Regions from separate parts of the Anser cygnoides genome. Here region 1 is linked to region 2. The links are chromatin contacts, called in public Hi-C maps. All regions are on one chromosome and are shown on one strand. The core of a region is the stretch at or near the end of the contact, and the rest is flanking DNA. Distances in the headings are between cores, read along the strand shown. Region 1 has its middle 21 kb from the start of SQLE. Region 2 overlaps MTSS1 (MTSS I-BAR domain containing 1).

Region 1 (6,658 bases), core at 3,628-6,127, 140 kb before region 2:
TGTCCCACAAGCCCTGAGGAATGTAACTTTGAATTTGGCCCAGCTTTGATGGGGAAGTTGGACCAAACTACCTCCAGAGGTCCTTCCAAACTAAATTATCTCATGATTTTAAGACTCTTACCTGCTGAAAAAGCACTCAGTTTCATTTCTATCATTTTTATATCAGCAGTTACCTCACCAGTGTGATTATCCTGTTTCATCTTAACCTTGCACTTGCTTATTGACATAAATTTTAGTTAACAAGGTGAACTTCATAAAAATACCATGCCAGTGTTTTCTTTTCTAATCAGCAAATAAGATCACTATGACTTTCCCACATAATTGGGTCTCTTATGAATATTAATATGCATTCAATAATTAATGCATGTCAAGCAGTCTTCTCAGACTGAAACTTTCCTGTTTTTATTTCTATAACACTTTTATAAAGCACCATGAGAAAAGAAATCTCCAGTTGAACAACAGAGTCAACAGCACAGTTTCCACTACATTTGACAGGTTTGGGATTATATCGTGAACACAAAATGTGGAAGAAAAAGATGTAATTCAGATAGCATCAGAACAGGTCATAGGTAACTTCAGAGTTAAATACTTTCTTGAGCTGTGGCTGGGAAGACCAATGAATTTTTCTATATGCCGAATTTACCAAAAAAGTTAATAATGCATATTTAAGTATCCCCTGATGAAGTTCTTGCTGGGTATTTCTAAGGATCTAAAAGGAGCAGGTTTCCTCTACTGCTTAATAATAAGGCTTTCATGCATAAAAAAGGGCTGGGGCCAAGAGAAAAGCTAGACCTTTTTTTGCAATCATTCTTAAAAGGTTAATTATCTAGTTAGAAGACTCTTTATGAACAGGAGCTTTATTGTACCTCCTATTTGCTATCCATTTGGTCTTGAGGTTCTGATTCTGCCAATACGGAGGTGTAATTCTCATGGGAAAAACTCCTTTGAGACAAACTCATGAAGGAGGCTGGGGTCAGCACTAGGCTTTGCAGAGCTCACCATTCAGGCGCTTGAAGTATCTACTCCCTGGTGCAATTAGGAACCTATTCTCACCTTTCAAACAGTGAAGGTTATCAGCCCTTTCAAGGGATAGCCAAGAACTGACCATTTACCTAAATGCTCAGGGTAATTACCTAGGTGCCTAGATAAGGTGCCCAGGATATGGGATACCAAAATCCAGGTGCTTTTATTCTGAAGGAGGTTTAGATCCAAGCTCCTTCCTCCTTCTGCCACTTTACCCATCTGCTGCAGGATATTCTGGTCCCCTATGGAAGTTCTGCTTTGAATGGCATACCCAAATATTCAGCAGGACAAGAAAAACAAATGAGTTATGATACTACAGTATGGTCATTAGAGCATTCAAGGGTGTTGGGTGTTGCGCCCAACAGCAGTTAAGCATTTTATTGAAAACAGTGTTTAGAACATCTATGAATGCCTGGGTGATTACAGCACTTATCTAGATGCTTCCAATGTCCTGGGATGAAACTGGAAAAGAATTTAGGTCTAGGAGAATGCCTCACTTCCGAGCAATTATGGAAAAGAGGCAAAATCTTTCAGCCATGGTTGTACGGAGCCGCATGTCAGCATCTACATCACATTAAATCCTGCAGGTGAAACAGGAGGGGCAAAAACCTGTTCCCCGAATCTCAGTGGGTATCTGTCTAAAAGAAATTCTAAGTATTTGGGTGCTGTAATGACATAGGTGTTGGTATCAAGGCACAATAAACATCTTCAGGTTTTGGCAACAGCTTAGTAACTGCCAGTGTGCGTGTGTGTGTATGTATATGTTTGTATACATATATAAAGCAACCATAGCACCTCTATTTTGGCCAAATACAACTCAAGTGGCCTGACACAGAATCACATGAAATCCCGTTGTGTAACTTCAACATTCTAAAATTTCTTAAAATTTTACAGAATCAAGTCCTACTAAACCAAGAGTAGTAATTTTTCGGATCTTTCTCAAAATTGAGAGTAGGAGACTCAATGAAGAATAATCCATAACTTAAAAAAAATACATGAAGGAAATATTTGCACAGCTCTGAAGTGTTGAAGTCTTCTAAATTTAAAAAGTCTAAATAGTCTTACTAAGACTAGATGTCAGGTAAAACTTTTTTTTTCTCTTTCTCTTCTTAAACCAAAATGTTCAACGTGTGAAAACTTCTAGTGCAACCTGCACTACCTTGCCCAACTAGTCTCAAAACTGGGACACAGAAGTACGACACCCTCACACAGATACTTTATCTGCCTCTGACACCATATAGCAGTATTGCAGGTTTGTAGCCACACCATCCTGTTACTAAAATAATTTTTTCTTCCTTGGAATTCTGTGAAAGAAAAACACAAATGCACATTGAAGCGTCTTAGATGTGTCATGAACAATTAAAGACAGTCCTTGGCTAGAAGGGAAGATTTCATACAGCATACAGACAAAGAGAAGAAAGGAGAATGAAAAACAATAAAATTATCTCTTTAGCTAATTAGGATAGCACTGATAGCTTGTTCGTCCCTGCATTTATTTATAAGCAGAAGTGAATTCCTGGGAAGAATTTGAGTGCAGCAAAGAGATGCCTGGCAAAGAGCTTTGGGAATAATATTGTAAGTACACCTTCTGCCAAATGGTATCAGCAGTAAGAGAGAGCTAAATTTAAATATCAAAGACATTAAAATTGACAAACACACTGGCTGCCAGCCAGATAGCTGAGGAAAGCTGCGTTGTTTGGTTTGTTTTTTAATGAGCTTCTTTTTGGATCCCAGTGAGATGGTAGCAAGCTATCTGTCAGGATGTAGCACTATGGAGGCAGTAAGATGCAAAACCTACATGCGGAAGAGCAATCAGCAGTAGATAAGCACTTTAAAGGCAGTTGACATGGAGGTAATACTTACATCCACGTCAGCAGGAGAGGTCACCTGAGGATGGAGAACAGAGGGTGGGAGGGAAGGCACTGCGGGAGGTTTGGAGGGAACGCTCCACTTGGAGGTGGGAGGGAAGATTTTGGAAAGAAATCCTAGACTGAGAGAAAAAGAGCATCGGAAAGTCATTAACTCCAGCGTGGCAAGGTAGAAAAACACAGGCATTAATAGTAGTGCCAAGAGCAACAGACCAGTCAGAGAGGTTGAGGATGGTGATCAGGCTTGAACCTCAGTTTAGAAGAAGACTTTGAGTGGTATGACTAGGACAAAATCTGTGGAGGAGCGCTGACAGAAGGGGATTGAAACTGGTCTGAGATTAGATCCCAACCATCTTCTGTGTTCCCTTATTGCTACCACAGTCAGTTCATTAATCCAGTTCTTTTTCATAATGGTCTCAGACAGCGAGAGCTTGAGGACATGGCATCTCCATTTTATTCACTTCGACAGCACCAGAGGCCAGAGATGTGAAGGGGTGCGTAGTGGGAGAGGAAGGTGTTTTTTGTAGGGAAAAAATAAATCAACATATTAACTGAAGAAATGCAGTGAGCAAAGAGTGGGGATTAGGGAAGAAATGACACAGTCAGAGGCACAGGAAGGGAAAAAACAAAAGATGTTGATCATCCTATTAAACTGAGATTAGCAGGCCCAATTAACATTTGGTACCTTTGCCAGGATGTTTACGAAACCTGTAACATTACTACAGAAAGTTACGTGTTAATTTAAAAGAAATCAAGAGGCACAGATAACATCTTCTATTGGTAAAATCAAAGCAGTTGCTTGCCGGCTGATCTTGATAAGGCTTCGCGGAAGCAGGATGGCGTTATCCCCAACAGCAAGGTGAAAAAAACCTCTCCAGAACCACTCCCTTAAGCATGCCTTCCTGGGCCTTATTTAGTTTGCATCTCGTTTTCTGCACACTTCTTCATTGATTAACATCTTCATTAATACATTAGGATTTAACTAATACTGGCTATGCAAATTCATTTAATCAAGGTACGAGCTGCAGCTCACGTGCAACACATTGAACTTGTGTCGGGCTTTAGGCCTGCCTTTTCCCTGTCTGCACTCCTGCAGAGCTAAATTCAGCAGTAGGGAAGGACGGGGGGGGGGTTAAAGGGCTTCCTCGTTTATTTTCTAATGGGATGCAGCACATCTCATCTCTCAGCTTCTCCTTCATTGGGGCCAGGGTCTCAAGAAACACGGGCAAGTAGCAAGAACTGCCAGAGATGCCCCTGTGGGGAAGGAAGGAGGAAGGAAGGAGGAAGGAAGCCCTCCCGAGCCTGGAGGGAGCCAGCAGGTGGCTGCAGGTGCCCACTGCTGTGGGGCTGGCTCCTGGAGGAGGTCTGAAGCCCGACGCCAGATGCCTTCGCAAACAGCTTTATGGCGGAGTCCATCCGTAGTTATCCATGCCCCACATAGGCTCAGCCTGCGTAAAAGGATCGTGAGTAAATGGTTGCGTTGCACCACGCGCTGACAAGTCGTACCTCGTATGTTTATAAAGGCCTTTCCTAACCCAGCGAGCTAGGGTACCTCAGTACGTAACTCACCAGAACTCGTTGACTTACACCACCCTTTAACACTGCTGTTGGACGCTTGTCTTGAAGGAGAAAATTGGGCCCTGCAAGCTGCCAACCCTGTGAGTGCCTTGCTTGATATGGCGAGGGGGATTTCAGGCAGAGAAGCAGCTCAGAGCATTCTCTCCCATCTCACCAGGTGGGTATCAGACAGCAGGAGTCAGACAAATTTTCCTCAGAAAGTGATTGGGAAAGATTTTTTTTTATTATTTATTTTCTGTCTTCCCCAGCACTGGCCTGCACGTTGGACTCTCATGCCCCGGGATTTCACAAGAAGGTAGTGCTTTTGGGGATTGTGTGTCAAGGGATGAGGAAATCACCGGGACCGGTGGAGGCATTAGAAAAGGGAGCAGACTGAAGCTTTCTGTAGCTGCACAAGCCAGCAATAAACCGAGAGAATTACACAAGCATTGCACAAGGGAGGCCTGACTGGAAGTGTTGCCTCTGGCTCGCATTCCTTTTAAGCTGTTATAAAACTTTAAATATAATTAATAAATAACCAGGCCTCTCAAGCAGAGATGAGTCCAAAGCTCTGCCCCCTGCATGAACCGAGTTTGTTATTTCAGCTCTTGATATAAAAGTACAGCATATCACCGTGTGCTGTAATGAGCCTCTCAGCTGTAGACTTGCTGCTGGAGGTCAGCCAGGCGGGACGGGCTGCATTGCTGCTGCAAAGGAAACACAAACCCCGGCAGCTTAAATAGGTGGGGTAGGCTAAAGCCTAATTCCCAGGTAGGGTAATGTACCTCCTGCAAGCTGGTGTTTGGATTGAGGGTGAAGAAGGCAGCCTCTTCCCTTTGCTGCTGCCCCACCCGACCGCAGGAGCTTCCCTCCTCCTCCCTTCCCTTCCCCTTGCAGCACCAGCAGGGCTGGGAGATCAGAGCCGTGCTTGTAGCCTTCATCTCCGTGTCCTGCAGTGTCAGGCAGGAGGGGCAGGGTGGCAGGAAAGGCCAAGGAGCCACTGCAGGAAAGGAATAGCCATCCACCTCTTGGCTGTGGGACGGAGGGAGTCTCCAGCTCTCCCACCGCGTCCTTCAGGCGGTTCTGTAAGGGAAAGCTGACAGTTTGCTTCCCCCTCTTCCTTTAGAACATGTTTGTCATCCTTTACAAAGCTGTGGGTTGGCTCTAAAGCTAAAATATTCTCAAATTCTTCAAGTATGTAGGCAATTTTGTAGAGCCATGCTACCGTCTGGCATTTTTATCCACTCGCATTCATGTCTGAACTAATTGATGTGTTCTTGTACCTTTACTGGTAGGACCTGGATTGTGGTGTCCCATTGGCCACTGCTGTGAAATATTAATCCCAAGCTTAAAAACTGTTTTTCTAACGTAACAGGTTGTGTCTGGGCCAAAATGGCCCTGGTCAAGGAGGTATGACCAGACACAAACACAGGAGGGTGAATATAGACTATTATTTCTATTTGCTAATTAGGAATGCTAGTAATTGCATGTTTTTGATTTCCGTTCGGATTTTTTTTTTTAACGTTTCTAAAAATCAGCTCACTTTTATCAAACGGTATAAATAATGGATTTAAGAGTGCAGCTTCTGCCAGCTTTGAAAACATTAGTTATAGTTGCTGGTCTTTAACTGAGACAACATTGACTTAACAATTCCCAGGGCTGGGAAAATCTCAGTGGGTGACAAATACCACACAGAAGGTTACAGAATGACTGTCGTAATTGCCTGCTTCATATTGTAGTATTTTTCAGAATAAGTACAGACTAACAGATTCAAAGGATGAGAAGAAATAAGCACTGACTACCAAAAAATCAGCAGCCAGATGCTCACAGGTAGAGATGAAGAACAGGAATATCACTATAGCTTTATAAAATGTTTGGCAGCTGTGAAGTAATAATTAATATCAGGACTTGTTTAGACTTGTAAATTAATGATGCATGACAAATTGCAGCTCGAAATTGACCTAGGGAGTGCATTAAAATTAAATGTAAAACATTTTGCAGGATTAACACAGAAGATAAAGCCCAGAGAGTACATTAGATGGCTAATTTGTGACCTCTGTTCGATGATCCATGATTTCAACACTAACTCTTATAGTAATATATTCTTATAATAAATTAATTTAGTGTCTTACAGTATTTAAAATTGTGAAAGGCACCTCACCTCATAGTCTACAAAGAACCTTCATACTTCCCAGCGTTGGCTTTGAATT
Region 2 (7,233 bases), core at 2,290-4,789:
GACAGGTTGGTGTCACCGTATCTCTGCATCTCTAGGTGAGACTTTACAGCCTTTCTCTAAATCTTCTTGAACTGATAATTTCTTAAGGAAGCGTTACACGATTTTGGCCTCCCTGCGTCCTTCCGTGATCCTCCCCTCCGTTCACCAAGTCGTGCTCTGCTGGAAGAAGTGACAGCAGTGTAAAAATAGCACTGCCTTGTTCTGCAGATCTGCTTGCTGTGGGGTTTCAGTTAGATCTGCTGACTTGGATTTAAAAATACTTTTTTTTTCTTCTGCTTTTTGCACCTGCTTGTCCCGGTCGCGCTTCATTTTGTGTTTTGGAGGCAGCAGCCATTTGGCCGTAGCTGAAATAAATCCTGGCTGGGCTGCCGTCGGCAGCACAGGTGGTTGGGAGACCTGAGCGAAGGAGCTTTTGACTTCTGGAGCCAGAGGTGTTTGCCGGGCTGACAGCTCAACTCAAAGGGAAGAAAGACGTCGGCTCCTCGTGGTCTCGGTGGAGGCTGCAGGTTCAGCAGCACAGCGCGCGTGATGTGAGCGCGCGGTGGAATTGCGCTTGGTGTTCCAGCCCATTTGCTGTAAGTGTATTATCCCTTCCCCTCATTGAATGTTGCTGCAGTCTAATCAGATTACATTGCAGTTCATAGCTTCGCCCAGACGAAATAAAGAGCTGTACTTCAGAAAAACACAGGGATTTTGAATTACTGCCTTCTTCACACGTCGCGCTGACATTAAATGTTCATTTAGAGTCGGATTCATGAAGGTACTGAGATCAATGGGTCTGGCTGTCTAAAAGGTTTGAACTGAGCCTTCATCTTCTGGCCATCTGGAGCACACAGTGAGCATCTTCTGGGTGCAGCGAGCCGAGCATCCCTGCCTCTTTTCCTCAGACCCAGCCCAGCCTGTGCCTCGGGTCCGGCTGCTGCCAGCAAGATGAGAACGAAACGGCACACGGGCTTGGCCTCGTGTTCTTCAGCAGCTTCAGGAATCCCCTTTTCATTATAAAGAGGCCTTTTTATTAGCACACACGGTTTTTTGGAGAGAGTTTGAGGTTGATGACTCACGTTGCCTGCCTCCCTGAAGCCGTTAGTGGGTGTAGCGTTTGGCATAACGCAGTTGGGTCTGCTCAGGGTAAGGCTGTCAGATGTACGTAGCTGTTCACAGGGTGACTTCAGAAATGAGATTGGCTGTACGTTAGAAAAGTAACGGGGAAAAGGTATGGACAATAATATCGGCCACAGCTTTGTTGGGAATACAGATGTTGACTAGACCCTCTAGTTTTCAATGTGGAAATTATTTGTATTCCAAAAAATAAATGTAAATAATAGTCCTTGGAAAACACAAGTGTGGTATTTGCTCTTCTAAGCAAATCTGTTTCTAATGATGCTGTATTTTTGTGGCATTAAAACCTGGCAGTGGAACTTTGCATTCAGAAAAACTAGCAACAAGCACCTGCAAGGAGAGAGGGATTTCCTGAAAGAAATCTCCAGATTTAGTAACAGAGGAGCCCTTCTGCATGGACCGTTCCTGCTCTCCAGTACGATGTCACAGTTCAGTGATGCATCTTGTATCTTGGAAGTTGGTGAATTGGTGACAGGCTCACTAATTTCTCCAAATTCAGATCGCTACATCCTGCAATAACTTGATGTAAAGCTCCCCAAAGCATTTCCAGCCTCTTGCATGTGTGGTAAGCCCTTTTTAAAAGCGGAGGGCAACACGTGAGCTTCTCTGCGTGCCTTGAAGGCTGACTGAACCCAAATTGCCCAAAGATGATAGCAGGGCTGGTCTGTGACCGTATTTAATGTGCCCGGGGGGCTGAGAAGAGCCTGTGCAGTGAACTCTGTGTGCACGGGTGCAGTGCTGGCCCTGCTTGTGTAATGGCAGCCCTCGCGTTAACTCCCATGGGGCTGGGCTTTGCCCTGTGTGCCCTGCTGGGAGAACAGCTGGGGCAGGCAGAAATGCTGCTGAGCAGAGGAATGAGCTAGACCAGAAGAAGCCATAAGAGCTTTTGTGCACATCCTTTAGTGTACTGACGGGAACGTGGTCAGGGGCTGTTCTCAGGACTTCCTAAAACTGGTGGTTGCCAGGGCAGGCTGTGTGCTAGGGATATTCCTTTTGCCTTCTGTGCTGCCTCAAGCTGCTTCTTCCTCCGTTAAAATCAATGCAAATGCAATTTCAGATCCTGCTAGTCTCACCTGTGAACAAATGCTAGTGTCTCTTCAAAAGAGAAAAACTACCTCATAGATTTTCTTCTCAGGATCATCTGGTCTACGTGGACTCCTAGCTAACGTGACAAGTTCATATCAGGCTTCTATAAATAGGTTTTCCAAGTGGCATACCCAAAAGAGCACTCTGCAGAAGCCTGCAAAACACTGCAAGCAGTCTTTTCCTTGCAGTGACAATGACAGAGCTGCGGTACATGACAATGGTCTGCCACAGCTTTTCACTTTTATTAAATTCAGTTACTCCTAAAAAAAAAATCGAGGTGACTTTGACCTTGACTCTACATTTGTAGATCCAGTCTTCTCTGAAATATGTCTGAATTGAAGCTTTTTTTTGAAATACTTCAGGAAATGATTTTTTTTTTAAGCTGGTTTTGAGCAGCAACCTTCAAGACTTTGCCAAGTGCTGCTCAGAAAGGCTTTTAGTTGTAGGAATAAAGGTGTCCTGTTTTCTTTTCCTGCATGGCAGATGCTGAACAGCATCACTCTGTTGTCTGCAGTTCTTGGTCCGTTTTTCCAACTTAAAAGCCTTACCTGGAAGCCACTGGCTCACTGAAACATGAAGTGCTACCGTAGCTCCCATTTTAGGTTTCTGTCCCGGTGACGCTGCTTACAACCCCTGTGCTGATCACTTTTAGGCAAAAGCCCTCCTTTTTTTCCCTGTCTGCTGTGACACCCTGGCACCGATCCCGTCATCCTTGGGTTTCATCGAGGCATCTGCATAAACAGTTGTGCAAGATCAAGGTCCATGCCCTCTGTAATCAGTGATGGAAACTGCTTGCTCTTCTAACAGCGTGAGTTTGTATAAGGGTTGAGTAATGACCATTAGCCTGAATGTCCTACTGTTAGTCTTCCTGTCATAGCCTCTGTGCTTGGAGGTGTATTTAATAATCTCGCCTCTGTTCAGCTCCTGCTTTAATCTTAATGGAAGCCTCTTCCGATAACTTTGAAATGGCAAAAGTATTACACCCGTTTTTCATCATCCTCTCCTTTTTGGAGGAGAGGGAAATGGCTGGCACATTTGGACTGTGCCCTGGAAGATAAAGATGAGCTGGTTAATAAGTTGGAGCCTTAAAGGCGCTTCCTGAAAGGCAGTCATCTTGTGAGCCTGCTGGGGTTGCTCAACAGTGAAGCAAGAGGAGGAAGATAAGAGGTCGATTGTAGGGAGTTGTTTGGCGTACACAGAGGCTGTGCAGTCGTACAGCTGCACATTTCATCAAATAGTCATTTCCTTGGTCTATGATCATTATTAAGTACAAACATAATGATTCTAATAAAACAATTGAGTCTCTTCGCTACAGTCTCTCCCTGTTGTCTCTCTGCAACGTTGAATGACAAGCACGCGTCAAAGAAAATCATTTATGCCTTTATAGTGGCCTCATTGTAGTGCCATGGTCCACAGGCTTTCGTTTAATTATCTTACATGAAGACGGTTTTTGGTCTTTCACAGGCTTAGGCAGGAGTAGGAAAAACAGGGAAAGTGAGAGCAAAAGCATGTTTGCCTTGCAGAGCTGCCTTTTACTTATGAGAAACGTCTGATGTTATCACCCACTTTCTGATCAAATTTGGCAGGAGCGTTTTGTTAAGTCACTTTCTCTGAGTGGGAAACCTGATGAATACGGCTCTGGTCTCCAGTTTCAAAGTATTACTTTACACCGTTCCCAAGCATTGTTTGCCTTAATGGATGAGTTATTGTAGATGTCAGAGAAGCAGATAATTCATAGCCTCATTTTATAAACGGAGAGCCCAAAGCACAGTAATTTAACTTGAATAGCTGCAGGGCAGTGAATAGAGCCCAGGTCACCCACCCATAATACTTCTGATTTGATGAAAAGTCTGCTAATCTGGCCTCTGTGTTTATCTTCAGGAAATTGTAACTACTGGAAAACGTCATGAATTTTTGCCAGGGACCTGCCTGTAAGCAGCGTGGAGACGGGCTGTACTTTTAGCCCACTCCTGATGCAGTGCTGTTCCAGGTGCTCTGTTGGCCACCGGGTCTGTGTTGATAGCACGAGTTATCTCTGCTTGGCTTGCTGCCTATTTCATGGCTCTATCCTTGAGTAAGTGGGCAATTGGTTGCTGCTGGACCCATTTTCTAAGATAAGCCATTAAGGAGTTTGGAGGCTGAGGCAGGTTTCTTACAGCTCTGGCAATAAACATCGTACTGGATTTTGAGAACTCTTTTGTCTTGTGCTTGAATACCAAGCTGCACATCCAATATCAGGATTCGTGCACACATTAATGCTGCTTGTAAGGTCAGTCGCTGTTTGTAGAGTGTGCGGGTTGGCAACCCTTTCATTCTGCAAGCTAACCACCACTGTAAATGCCGAGTGATAATTTATAGAAAGCATATGTTACTCGCGCTCACCAGGGCTGGCTGGCTGGAACTGGGTAAAAGCAAGTCCAAACCACCCTCCCTCATTATGTTTGGACATTTTCAAACTGCTGCAGTGGTACAAAATGGTTTCCTTCTGCCAATTATGTAGCCAGCTGATCCTGGCCCTCCGAAAACGGGAGCATTGGTGCCGTGTGGGTTGAGATAAACCCTGTGCGCTGCACGTGATCCTGCACGGGCAGCTGAACGCTTCGGAAATGGGCCCGGCACTCGTATATCATGGTGTGGCGAGAGGCCTGCAGTTCCCATTTTTTGCCTTCTCAGGAAGCATTTTAATTCTTTGCAGATAACAGGGTTGGGAACGGTGAGGTAAAGCTCTGTTTAACTGCGGTGCCGTCGGCGTGCTTCAGTACGTTGAAGCGGAGCGGTGTGTTTCAAGCGAGGGAGGTGGGCCTGCACTGCACTTCCTTCAGTCTAGGGCCTGATTTTTAACAGGGGACTGCTTGAAGCCCCCCAGAACGCAATGGTTAGTTATATCTGAGGAGGTGAGACTTTGAAAGGCTGCTGCTGCTGTTTGAGCATTCAGAAACCCTGCCAGAGGTGATCCGAAGGCTCTGGGCTGTCACAACTGTGGAGGTGCACAGGGACACCTGGACATGGTTCCTGCCTCTGCGGATCCAAAGAGCGCCTACATTGAAAAGCCCCTTGCCGAGGTTTCCATCTCCTACACTTAAATAGACTCCGGGAACATTGAACATCAGCTTTCAAATGGGAATTGGAAGCACACAGCGGCTCGATGCAGCCCCACTCCCTGGTGCTGCGGCTTTCAGGGCGCCTGCCCCCGCCGCGGCTGGCTTCACGGCGTGCCCATTAGCTGCCTGTCGCCGTGTGAGATGGCAGCAGGCTGCGAATGAGACGGCCCCGAGGAATAAAAACAAAGCTCGCTACTGTCTGCGTCGAACAGCATCGCAATTGTTGTGGCGAGAGCCTGCGTGAAAACTAAACGGTCCCATAGCAGGAGGAGCACAGAGGGTGGCTGGGAAGCCTCTACAGGGGACGTGCCTTCTCTGCGAGCCTTATTCTGAAAATTTGCGGGACTGCAGAAATCTCGTTTCCAGGATGGCCAAACACGGTTTGTTTTTTTCATAGAACCACTGAATTATTTAGGTTGGAAGGGACCTTAAAGCCCGGCTGGTTCCAACCCCCTGCCCTGGGCAGGGACACCTCCCACCAGCCCAGGCTGCCCAAAGCCCCATCCAGCCTGGCCTTGAGCACCTCCAGGGATGGGGCACCCACAGCTTCTCTGGGCAGCCTGTGCCAGGGCCTCACCACCCTCTGAGCGAAGAATTTCTTCCATATACCTAATCTAAATCTACCCTCTTCAAGTTTAAAACCATTCCCCCTTGTTCTGTCCCTCTCCGCCCGTGTTTTTTGTTCGTTAGCACACTTGATTGTAACCAATAGTGATTTTTGCAGAGGAACAGCAATCCTTTGTTTTCATAGCCATTTCTAGCAATCGTGTTCCCCAGGGCTGCTTTGGGGCAAGTTGAGCTCATAACGTAGGTGCCGTTCAGGAGGGATTTATGCTGTGCACGGCACGCCGAGCAGCACCCCCAGCAGCAAATGCTTGGTGAGAGCTGGTGCCTTGTGAGTTCAGATCACCTCGCTTATCCTCTTCAGTGCTGCCTGATTCCCTGTAAGCCTCCTCATGGGATGTTGAAAGCAGGTGGTGTTAAAACAGAGCCTTGCCACCCCCATCCCACTCCCCGTGCCCACTTCTGAGTGCTCAGTGACCCAGCTGGGTGCCGGCCCTGCCCTCCCGAACTTCCCAACAGCACAGCTCCTTCCCCCTCCCATGCCAGTTCCTAAATCCATTTTCTGCACCACCTTGTTTCCAAAACATAGGGACATTGAAGCTTTTCAAAGCTCTTCTTACCATTTTCCTTCGTTTTGTTAGAGTCGTTTTTATTCATGGAGTAAAATTCCCATCTTAAATTTCCATGCTCTTGTAAACGCTTATGGATAATATGAAGTTTTAAAAGCTGGGAAGAACCAATAACCCCCCTCTTCCCAATCAGAGGACTTTTTTCCCTTGAATAACCTTTTTCTTCCAGGCTCTGGTTGTTTTGTTGTTTCGTTAACAAGCAAATATAGAGACCTCATTCTGCAGAGCTGGATTGCTGACCTTGCCCGTCCATCTGTACTACTTGTTGAGTGGATATATTTATACGTTGGTTACTGGTGGTTCAGTTAAAATTCTGTTACTTTGCAGTTTCATATTAATAGTAACTGACCCTTGTTTCCTAGTGCCTAAAACACATGGTGCCTTATTTCCTATTTATTGTTCTAAAATGACTCTTCCTTGTTTCATACATCGTGCGTAGGAAAGCCGTGTTAAATAACCGTTGTCACTCTTTAAAATTGAAGGGTTTCAGCAAGTTTTTCAGCATGACTTTTGCTTGAACTTGATTGACCATTGCTCTACCGATGGCTCTGGAAGTTTCTGGTTCATTCTGCTCCATCTCTGCTGTCGTTCTGCCTAGTTAGCCTCCAAGCCACTTTTATTTCCCAGTGTCTCCAGAAGAAAGCCTGTCTTTCAGGACAGAGAGATGCTTTTCATTGGAGACATTAGCCTGTTCCTCCTGTTGCTTTCTCTCCATTTTTCCTCTCCCCATCTTC

What was found. Hi-C and Micro-C count contacts between places; a contact is called where the count stands out from the background.
Region 1: a Hi-C map of liver shows a contact between it and region 2, with 2.6 times the contacts expected there. The contact joins two enhancer-like sites. A contact is called at or near these places in 4 of 7 Hi-C or Micro-C datasets (granulosa cells and liver).

What each region holds. Positions count from the first base shown.
Region 1 is chr2:152,083,265-152,089,922 of Taihu_goose_T2T_genome, reverse strand. No RefSeq gene overlaps it. Among named protein-coding and RNA genes, the nearest start is that of SQLE, 21 kb to the left of the region's middle. Within about 2 kb of position 4,877, at least 3 of the 3 cell types and tissues checked have open chromatin away from gene starts, as enhancers often do. A contact at or near this core is called in liver, where this site is marked.
Region 2 is chr2:151,943,692-151,950,924 of Taihu_goose_T2T_genome, reverse strand. The region is part of intron 4 of MTSS1 (MTSS I-BAR domain containing 1); the gene reads left to right. Among named protein-coding and RNA genes, the nearest start is that of TATDN1, 47 kb to the right of the region's middle. Within about 2 kb of position 3,539, at least 2 of the 3 cell types and tissues checked have open chromatin away from gene starts, as enhancers often do. A contact at or near this core is called in liver, where this site is marked.